2 separate regions of the Drosophila melanogaster genome follow, and region 1 is linked to region 2. A link is a contact called in public Hi-C data. All regions are on one chromosome and are shown on one strand. The core of a region is the stretch at or near the end of the contact, and the rest is flanking DNA. Distances in the headings are between cores, read along the strand shown. Region 1 overlaps bbg (big bang). Region 2 overlaps fz (frizzled).

Evidence for each region. A called contact is a pair of places that touch in the nucleus more often than the background predicts.
Region 1: a contact with region 2 is called in a Hi-C map of the OSC cell line, with 2.7 times the contacts expected there. A contact is called at or near these places in 11 of 107 Hi-C or Micro-C datasets (the D17-c3 cell line, the Kc167 cell line, the ML-DmBG3-c2 cell line and 4 more) and 2 of 7 datasets of targeted methods (both in the Kc167 cell line).

The regions. Positions count from the first base shown.
Region 1 is chr3L:14,461,199-14,466,466 of dm6, reverse strand. All of the region lies in intron 4 of bbg (big bang), which reads left to right. Among named protein-coding and RNA genes, the nearest start is that of lncRNA:CR46031, 39 kb to the right of the region's middle.
Region 2 is chr3L:14,285,855-14,291,395 of dm6, reverse strand. All of the region lies in intron 1 of fz (frizzled), which reads right to left. Among named protein-coding and RNA genes, the nearest start is that of fz, 14 kb to the right of the region's middle.

The DNA.
Region 1 (5,268 bases), core at 1,712-4,211, 180 kb before region 2:
CCGTCCTTCGGACGCCTTCCTTCTGGTATTTTGCTGCCAGGCTGCGGGCCAAGTTTGCTTTTTTGACATTTGATGTATTTATGTGGTCTGGCCGAGACGTCTTCTTCGCTTTCCTGCTCGCTGTGAGCGTTTTGTGGGAAACTGTCCTGTCATGTGTTGAGTCCGCCTGGCATTCGCTTTTCTCTATTTTGATTGAGTGATTTATTCGGAAATTGTTGTTCTCGCAAAAAGGTATAATTAAATGGGCATAATGATGCCAAAGGGAAAGGCCAACGCACATCCAGCGTAGACTGTTGGCGGAAAGAGGGGATCGGACCAGTGATTTAGGGAGAATTGAATGAAGGAGTGGGTTCCAGCAGGTGCTCCTTTGGGAAATTGCTCGTACTGGTAATGAAATCAGATTTACGTGGCTCAATATTAGTGGGAAATTACTCCTAGAGAGGGGAGCTCGGCAGGGGGGGAGTTTCAGTAAATTATTGTAAAGATAATGTGAGAAATCATATTTTGTACTCACATAAACATATATTGTTCATAAATTAACTTAGATTGTTGAGAGTATAGCTAATAATTTGTGAGTAATTATTTTGAAAACTTGATATTCTTTTCCTTTTAAGCTTTCTCAGTTGCTTTATTTCTGACCAGTAGCAATCTTTAATACAAAACTATCAATCGCCTGGCACACCGGCAGGTGTTTCTGCCTACCACCTTCTTTTCACAACATTTTCCCCCATTTTAGTAAATCTTCGATTCTAGTTGCGGTGTACTAACATATTTGTGAATAAATAAATAAAAAGAAATGATTTCTTTGTTTACACACACATAAGGAAGTTATCGAGTGGTCAAATGTGCTATAAATAAATGCATTTAACTTGGGGTTTTCCTGTAGCCTGTATTTTCTCTTGGTTTCTGCGTTCTCTGCTGCGATTCTCCTACTTTTATTTATTTCTTTTTTGTTTTGCAACTCGAAGAATTGTTTTTAGCCTGGCTTCCGGCGACATCAAACTGCCGTTTGTTCTGTCTTGTCCCTCCCCCTTCTTCACCCACTTCTTTAGCTGTAATTCGCGAATAGAAAGAGAGTGGGGCAGTGAGAAGAGTGGGAGGAAGCGAGTCTCAGAGCAGCTGCCCATTGGCGTTTGCTCCGCTTGAATAATCCAACTTTGGCTTGGACTTCTATAGCTTTTTCAGCTTCATACCCTGGAAGATAGCTTCCTCTTCTTCTTCTTAGTTGTCTACCCGTGGTTTCTTCCCTGCTTCTTCTTCTCGGGGCTTTGGTCATCTACGAGTTGTGCGATTTCGAGTTTTGTTTTGAAAGTAATTCGTCTGTACGATAGCCATGTGCCCGTAATTATGGATTTTGGACAAGGGGGAAAAAAAGTGCTGAACGGAAGAGGAGGAGGAGGCAGAGGTCCAAGTTCAACCCACCCACATTTTATTGTTATCGCTAACAATGGCCAAGACCAACAGAAATAAAAGAGGCAAGGGCAAGAGTCGTAGAAGTGTAGCACAGCTGCTGTCTGAATCTTTTTTAAGGCTTAAGCCTCAAAGACGCGGTAATGGAGACCTGAAATTGCACAAAGGGGGATTCCCAGTGGGACATATGGCTTGTGGGGTCTAGGGATCAAAATCGTTAGCTATTTGTATTTACTTAAATTACCACAATTGGGTTTTTTTTTTGGCTATTTTCAGAATCTCCATTTTCTTTTTGCCTATTGTATTTCCAACACAAATCACAAGGCGATGTAAAGATTTTTCAACAATTTATTTCAATTTATTTATTTATTTGTTGGATCAAAAGCCAATCGGTTGAGCTTGTTTAATACTTTGCTAGACAATTTAGCAACTTTACATAGACTCTTTCTAGTCGCTGATAAACCCATCTCCAGAATCCAGATGCCCAACCCTAGGATAGCGCATACAACTCACTCACTTCAAGGTATAAGCAAATAAAAAAGCTATAGACAAAGAGGAAAAAGTCCAGGCAACGGCTATGGCGAAAAAAATTGCATAAAATGCCAAAGGCAAGCAAAATGCAGGCCGCAACTGCTCTGCTCCGCAGAATGCTGCAGAATCGGATTCAGAATCAGTCGGTGCATTGAACCCCGCGGTCTGGGCCTGGTCCACAATTCCATTCCACTGCACGCAAAACTAGAAACGTTCCTCTGCCGGCGATCGCAATATATACACACGGCCATATGGCGGAGTGCTCGGGGTATTGGTGGTATCCGGGGATATCGGGGGACCAAAGCTATAGACATCGGACGGACTTTCGCACGAATGCACAGGCCAACGTGTGTTCCAGCTGTTGTTACAGCCACAGTGGTCAGTCACAATAAGGCAACGCAGACTATGTCCCAAGAATTTAATATTACAAAATTTAACAACTCAATTTACTTTTACTATACTCAATATTGGAAATTTGTAGTACACGCACGAAAATTCCTTAACAAAGTTAATAAAAGATTTTCATGCGTTATAATGTATACGTGTATTTTAAAAACATCAAATTGCAATTTAAAAAGATATTTTTTTCAGATATCTATGCATTACAAAAATATATTCTAAATTGAAGTATATAAACTATAAGACAGTCCTTCTTAACAAGGGAATACTGTACTTGGGGTTGAGTCAGGCAGCGATTAGAAGCCTAAAAGGAAGTAATGTTGCAGAAAATGCAAAAACCAGCGAACGCGAGCGGGAACGAGATGGGGCGAGACTGAAAGAGAGAGAGGGAGCAGATCAGATTGCCGCTGCGCCTGCGTGGAAGAACAGGACTGTCCCTGTCTCTTTCTTACGTGCGTAGTCCGTCTCTTTCTGCTACGTACGCCTGGCGATTTTTTATGATGACTAAAATTGAAAAACGAAGCTGCGGTAAAAGCTCAAGAGTCCTCCCTCCTCTCCCCTTTTGGGTTATTATTGTTGTGGTCTTGGGGTCTCTTGGCGTGTGTGTAATTATCCAAGGACGCCGCTGAGTAATGAAACGACCTTGAGTGCAGCCCCGCACACACACAGATATAACCTGGTGTGTGTGGACTTTGGGCGTGATTTTTTCTCGATTTTCTTGGACCTTACCTTAGCAGCAAACTCATTTGTTACACATGAACAAAAGAATAGAACAGAGCTGAGAAATATACATGTATAAACTGATATGCCCAACAATTTGTCAGCGTCACTAGATGCGGGGGCGGGGTGATCTGCAATGGACAAAAGAGAACGCCCACCGCAAAAAGCACAACACCGAAATGGTCAGGAAAATGAAAAGAAAAGAATCGGAGAAAAGAACAAAACCTGCAAGAATCGAAATGAATGTGAAAACGTTTGTATTTGTCTGGCTGCAGATCTTTGAGCTGAAGTAATCGATCTTGGCAGAGATATGCCAACTGAGTTATGAGCACAAAGCTATTTTTGGAATGCTTTTAGTTTTCATAAATGATTGTGATCGAGATAGCAGAATTTTCATAATATTTCACAGAAAACTATATTGCTTATAAGCACAATAGAGTTAAAAAACTATTTCAGCAAAGGGATATTTTATTTATAGGAATCTCCATTTAACATTCATTTGCTAAAAGTACTATCTGAATATATGTAGAGATTTTATTGACTTCAATATTCAATTTTGACCATAACATATTTTAGAAATATTGATAACCAATATGATATTCTTGAAATTTATTGAAGAGTGCACTGTAACATCGCTTCTTTTACGTATCTTTTCCCGCCCCATCATCATCATCATCATACCATCGACTTGGACTAGGCATTCAACTAATCAGCCACAGAGCAAAAATTATTGCCATTTTTTACGCGCTGCTTCAAACGCGGCAGAAACCGCAGCCACCAACAAACATTGAACTTACAGCACTCGTACACTGAGCACAATAAAAACAGCTTTTGCAATTAGTCATCCCATCAATCACAAGCAAGAGGATATTTTGAAGAACTAACATTAATTCTTTATTTAACAGTTAAAATATAGTTTTCAAAATACTAAATATAATATTATCTAATTTTATTAGTTTTCGTTATAGTGTAGCTGTTGTTGTTTCGGTTGCTATTATCTGAAGTTGCTGTTGTTTCGTTGCTGGCATGCCAACAGGCTATCCACCATTAGGCCATAATCATCATCACACACGCCTTGGCCAAGGCCAGAAACCTAAAACCCAAAACCCCAATCCCCAAGCACCGATCCTCTGCTCGAGGAGTGCCAAATGCCTTTTGTCTATGAGGAGGAGGGATAAGACCTCTGGAGACGAGGGGACCGGATCGAAGGCAACTATTTTTAAGTATAGGTTTCGGTTTCATTGTTGCATTTCTTTTTGCGTTTATGAAATTAATGAACAGCTTGGCCGATCCTCCTTGGCTCCCTCTTCATTCTGGTAAACAGATTGCGGAGGCCGAGTAAAAAAGTTAAGACGGTTGCATCATTTTCGCTGACTCTTTTGTTGTTGCCCATTTATTGACCCGCATTTTTTCGGCCTTTGCGCATGCGCAATTTGTTCAGATTGTTCAGACCCTCGAGCCCATCAGCTTTATACAATTGAAATGTAAACAACGTCATCGCTCGCACATTCCATTTGCCTCTTTTTTTTTACCAATTTTTTGTGCCTTTGATTACTTCACTCATTTGCATGTGTTGATCGCTGCTTCCTTTTTCGCACATTTATTTATTTATTTATCTTGCAATTATCCCACTATCAAAGTCTCATGAGCAGCTCTCAGTTTTATTTTCAATTTACAGTGCTTAAGAGATATTTTTAATGACATATTTATTCACTCTTTTCTGTCTTTTCTGTTTCATTGCTTGGATATTTTTAGATGCTATGGCCCTTGCAGTTAGATAGTGAGTCACTACTTTTGCTTGGTAATAATTTTAAAAATATGTGGGAAACATATTCAGAAGATCATATTTAGCTTAGCAAAAACATCTACAGGTTTATCCTTAATTTTTTTTTAAACTTGTTTCATAACTGTGACTTATGAAGCTAATAAAATTCTTAAAACGCCCTTTAAAATAATCCCTCCAGGCAGACATTTTCCATAAAAGTTAACTAACATCGTTTTCAATAAGAACCATAAAAAGTTCACAGTCGCAAAAAGTTCAGTATCGTAAAAATCACATCATTAATAACTAGCAATCGATCATATTTTCCGAGTCTGCAATTCCCACCCATAGATGGCGCCCCAAAAGATTTATGTGTATCTTCAACTCATGAACTTTAGAGCGAAAATTTAACTGTCAGCCGACTTAGCCAAGATCCATGGGGGTGG
Region 2 (5,541 bases), core at 2,381-4,880:
ACATCGCTTCACTTGAGCGTGAACAGTGCCAGCCAAAAGTACGAAACACAAAATGGCAGTAGAAAAACTTCAATTCGGCTCTTTTTCGATGAGGTTCGGGTTCTCCACATCTCTGGATATAAAAGTCAATGGTTCGCATAACAAAGCACAGGAAAATAAAAAAAAGGAGACTGTGTTTTGTTTGTTTTGTGGATATTCCGTTCCATGAAAAGTAAATTAAGCCATTCCAACAAAAAAAAAAAAAAAAAAAAAAAAAAAATAGGAAAATTAGAAGAGACAAAAATGGTTATTTTTGCAATTCCACCAAAATTCCCGAAACTAGAACCGCGCATCACCTGCCACAATGGATAGTCGAAATACAAAAAAAAGATATAAAATAGGGCTGCGGAAGTTCTGGCAAAGAATCAAGAAAATGTTTGTTTCAAATTTGTTCAACCGAAGACAATCCCGAACAGATGAAAAACCTTTGCTATCTGACAACATGCATATATAGGGGAAACGAAACTTTGGACAACTCGAAGAGAATTTTGGTTTTTAGTAATTGCTAGCCAAAAAATAAAAATACCAATTGTGCGTCTGGCTCATTGCAGATAATGGAAACCAAAAACTTTTGCCACAGGGTTCACTCTCAAAATCACCTGACAGGGGTTAAGTTAAGGGTCTTACAGGTAAGACTCCATAAAACTTTTTATTAGGATTCCAACTAACTGAGTGCGACACTTGGCTCGTCGAATTATTTGCGTATTTATGGCTGACCCTTTTTCGGGCTCCGATCTCCACTCAACTTAGGTCCAAACCCTCTGGAGAAAACTTTTCGGCAATTGGCTTTGGGCGAAAGTTTTTGGCAGCTCTGATGCCCAGGATTTGGTGCTCAGAATTAGGGTTGAGTTAGTGTGCCTCACATGGATTTGAAAATAATTTCGTTACTCACACTTGATGAAAGCTAAGGCATCCGAGCTTGCAATTTGGGTTTAAAATCCGAAATTCAGGAATTGTAGACTTACCTAAAAGAAACAGAGTAAAATTGTAATTTAGTAAGTTATTCACAAAGGCTTAAATTATATATACTTTAAAAATAATCAATATTTTCACATCTTAGTTGATTAAGACACCCATAAATTAAATTAAATCCATTTCATTGCCGAAAAACACTTTGAAACTAATAAACAAACAAATAATTCCTTAGGGTTGCACTTCAAGTTTTTTACACAGTTGGTGGAATACCAAATGCACTATCCGACGCCATTGATCTCCCCTTGAAAAAGCCTTAAACATTTTACGATTACACAATCAAGCGAAGCTCTTGACTCATCAGAATTCCGTGCACCTTGAGAAAGGGATACAATCACTCAAAAAGATACCTGATTTCAGTTTGATAGCTTTTAATCAGCTTAAAAATTAGTAGCCATAAAAAGAACTCACTCCTCGCTCGGCGGAAGGTCCTACATACATCAGTGGCAAGATTATTATGCTTAATGATGTACAACATAAAAATCCTTTTTTACGATATGCAAAAGCATTTTGATAATTTGCTTTAAATAATAAACAAGAGAAGAATTCTCCTCGCCGTCCGTGAGACTCATCACAGGATGCAGGCAGCCATAAAAAGTTTGAGCTTGCCGTAAAAAACACTTAAAGGAGCTGAATCAGGGGCGGTAGGGAAGTGCAGCGGTAGGAAAGCACCTAATGGGTTGCTTAAGAACACGTTGCCACTTTGCTATGGAGATGAGAAAAATCATTTTCATGTAAATTGACACGTTTCATTATGAAGATGGATCTGCAAAGTAGAAGTAGTGGTGGCGAATCTGCTGCTGAAATGAAACGGGTCCCACGTTGGGCGCCATTCACTAACAGGGCTAAGATGATGAGCTGCACCACCAGGAGCTGTATGTGGTTGTCATTGCCAGGGTGACAACTAACCGAAGGGAGAGAATCTGAGAAGTGGAGAGCCGCGTATCATCATGGCACACACATTGTGGTCGCGCTTGCCGGTTGCGAAACATGATATGATATGTGGTAAATAAACAGCCAGACACCAAGCTCACATTGTTCTTGTTTTAATTTTGTTTTTTGTAGGTTAAGGAGTGGGAAAGTGCGAGCTTGAAGTAGCAACAATTGGCCGGTAATCCCTTTTGATTTCGAAACAGGAAGCAGCCCAGCACGACAAGTTTTAAGTTTCCACATAATTAAGCGGTTCGATTTGTGTTTGTGTGTACTCTGAAAAGGTGACGAAAAGGGTGATAAAATGGGGTTAGCAATAATGCCAATAAAGACCGCTGTATATTTTTAAACTTTTTTTATAATTTGTTAATATATAAAAATATGCACTTCCTGAATACTTCAAATTTGTTGGTTTCATCAGGAGAACATTTAAATATTCACAAAAGAATGTACACCGTTTTTATATGGCAATTTTATGTTTAAGCTAACCAAAGGCGTACAAAATTTCAGCACGAAATCTCGAGCTCTCAAAGTTACGATCTGTTAACCAACCGACTTTCCTTTGCGGATCGAGAAACCTATCCTATCATTAGCATTTTAACCAGCTCGTTCAGCCAGACCGCCCCCCAATCCAGATGACCGGCAATTGTGGTGAAGCATTCTCGATGCTTTCACCCAGGTCTTAACCCACTGCTGGTGCTAGGGGGCATGATGTGGACACTCCAACGGAGTTGACTGTAATTTTGTACACATGCTGATATCGCTGAACCAAATCACTTATTCAGGCGGTGGGGAAAAAATAAAACGTGAGTTCGTTTCCCCGGCATCTGTTTTTCTTATGCTCACCTATTTACAACCGCTTTAACCTAATTTCATTAGAGGGTTGCCGGAGGGGATGGTGCTGGCTCCCCAGTCACCACCAACTCAATTAAGCCGGAGATAAAAAATCAAATGGTCCACTATGCTGGCTGCAGACCTCAACACTCTCATTTGCAGTTGAATGAGAAATGTGAAATGGGAGCGGAGAATTGAATGCTGCATGTGGTTGTGAACCTGGTGGCCACTCATCGTCACCAAGCATGTCAAGTGTTTTTAACCGCAGCCCCTCATGTATTTCGTATTCCCCCATCCTACCGTCAACATAAAAATCCAATTTTCGTAATTAAAAAAAATAAAAGCCATGCAATACAGCTGCCTTGGGGGCATTCGCAGCGCCAGAGTCCGAGTCTCATCTCATTAGAGCACTTCCCGTAGTGGCTGCAGGCTGCCTCATCATGGCCCTTTCCGCCCATTTAACGGTGGCATAAACACTAGAGACCAACAAAATTCTGTATATCGCGAAAATACTTAAAACTTGAAACCGTAACACTAAATTCGTTTCTTAAATAGATGCGGAAAATAATGTCTCTTATGATTAAAAATATGTAAAGAAAACTGTGCCCAACATTTATTTTACTAGATTTTCACTCGCTTCTTTCAGTGTAAAAATTTTACAAATCTGAAGCTGGAAATTCAGTTTTAAAACCATTAAAAAACGAAAAAGAAATAAATAGAATGGATAATAAATAAACAAAAATGTAAGAAAGATGGAACAGCGCGAAAGAGATGGAACAACAAAACAGACAAAGAGGGCAGCACTGAATTGAACATTTATTCTATGCCCTGCTGGCTCTCATCGTGTGTATGAAGCACTTGAAACCAGCATATCATCGTTGGCTATAGACAAAAGTCGGAGCTACAGAAAGAGACGGGAAAGTTGAAAGGAAGGGGACAAAAATAGGTGAAGGAAAAGGGACAGTGGATCGGCCATCAGTGTCCGAGAATCGTTAAAACGCTTAGCACGTTTTTAATTATGCCAGCGAATGGAATACAGCGCACTATTCGAGGAGTCAACGGAGGGCGAGTGGAGCTGTGGGCGTGGCCTGAGGGCCGTCGCCCTTAATTTTCGGTGATACACTTCAAGCGGCAGACTGCGATTTCCACTTAACTCCAGTCAGCTTTTTCATTGTCTGGCCATTCGTCAAATGCAAATTGTAGTTTTGTCTACAGGAAAACAACAGAAATTGTATGTAAATTTGGACACCAAGGAATACTAGATCTGGTAAATGGTTCCGAAATAATTCATAAGAGTTAAAATTTAGCCTACTAAAGCTAAAACCAATGCATTCAATGCATTGAAAATATATATTCAATTAGTTTTAAAAAATTCAGATAAGATGAGAAATACGAAAATGTTTTTAAAGTAAGTTATCACTCGTTCGTCATAGTACGTACTTTCCATGCGTTTTAAACACTTTAAAGAACATTTGAATTAAGTTTTTATTTAGCAAACAATCTATTAAGCTCCTTATAGCCTTTAGCTAAGTAAAGAATACCTAAAGCTTTTTCATATTTCTATGAAATATAACATTTCTGAAAAGCCTGTCCAATCTATCTAAAATTTTAAGCCACTTTAACATAAAACACTGCCATTTTGCTGGCCATAAGCTTTGTCTGCAAAACAATAAAGAATAGACAAATATTTAGCAACAAACAGGAAAAATAGATAGACAAAAAAATACAGTAAAATAATTTAGCGAGAATAGAAAAAATGCTGCAGGATATGAAAACTAAAAATAAAATCCAGACAAACTTGTTGGCTTGGCCTGAATATCTCTTTGTAAATTGTCCTGAGGCAATAAACTGAACAATAAAAAAAATTGATAAAATAAAAAACATTTCGGGTAAATGGAAAAGAAAAACGCAGTCGATTTGTTTTTTTTTTTTCTCTCTCTTGTTTTGGTATGGCAATTATTGAGTTGGCTTAGAATTTGCAATTTGGCGAGAAGTTCAACATGTTGCACAGTCGCTGATTTGCTGTTGCAAGTTGCCAGTTGCCTGTTGCTTTTTTGGCTGCCGCCCCAAACTGCCCGTTGGCAATTTTCACAGTTTGTCAAGGGGCTGTGGAGAATGGTAAAAAAGAAGAAAAACTGCAGCCAAAATCGCCTCTTTTCCTCTCCAGACATCAGTCAAATGTCCAACTGCAGCAACTGTGGGTGCATCTCTCACCTCCATTCTGCCCCTTTCCTGTTGGACTCGTTTGGTTGTTGTTTTTCCACCGTCTGGGCTTAGAAACTCTCGTCTATTGACAGTAGCCATAATTTGTTTGTCTAGCTAACGTGGCCAGGATGAGGTGAAGTGGTGGTCTTCGCTGAAGTCGAGTGGCAATTGCCGACTACGCTGATGGCTTAAATATTAGATATGTGCAGTTTGCTTTTTTTCTGCATTTACTTGGCCCGTTTGGGCCACAAAAACTGTTGACAGTTATAAATGATGGAGCTGGCTTTACGTGGGGCCAACGGCTCATAGGAAGTGGCTATCTGAAAAGTGGACTAGTGACTGCTAGCCAAGCCTTCAAGTGAGTACTTAAGTGTACCTAATCTGGATGTCAAGGAAAGGAGAACTGTACCGCGGAAGTATAAACCAGAAACATTCTGCTGCTAGCATATAATTTATTAAAATAACTTTAACTACAGTTGTTGCAGAAAATCGCATTATTTTTTAAAAATGGTAATTAAAAATAAAAACAAAAAACGTTTCAAAACAGTTTCTTAATTCAAC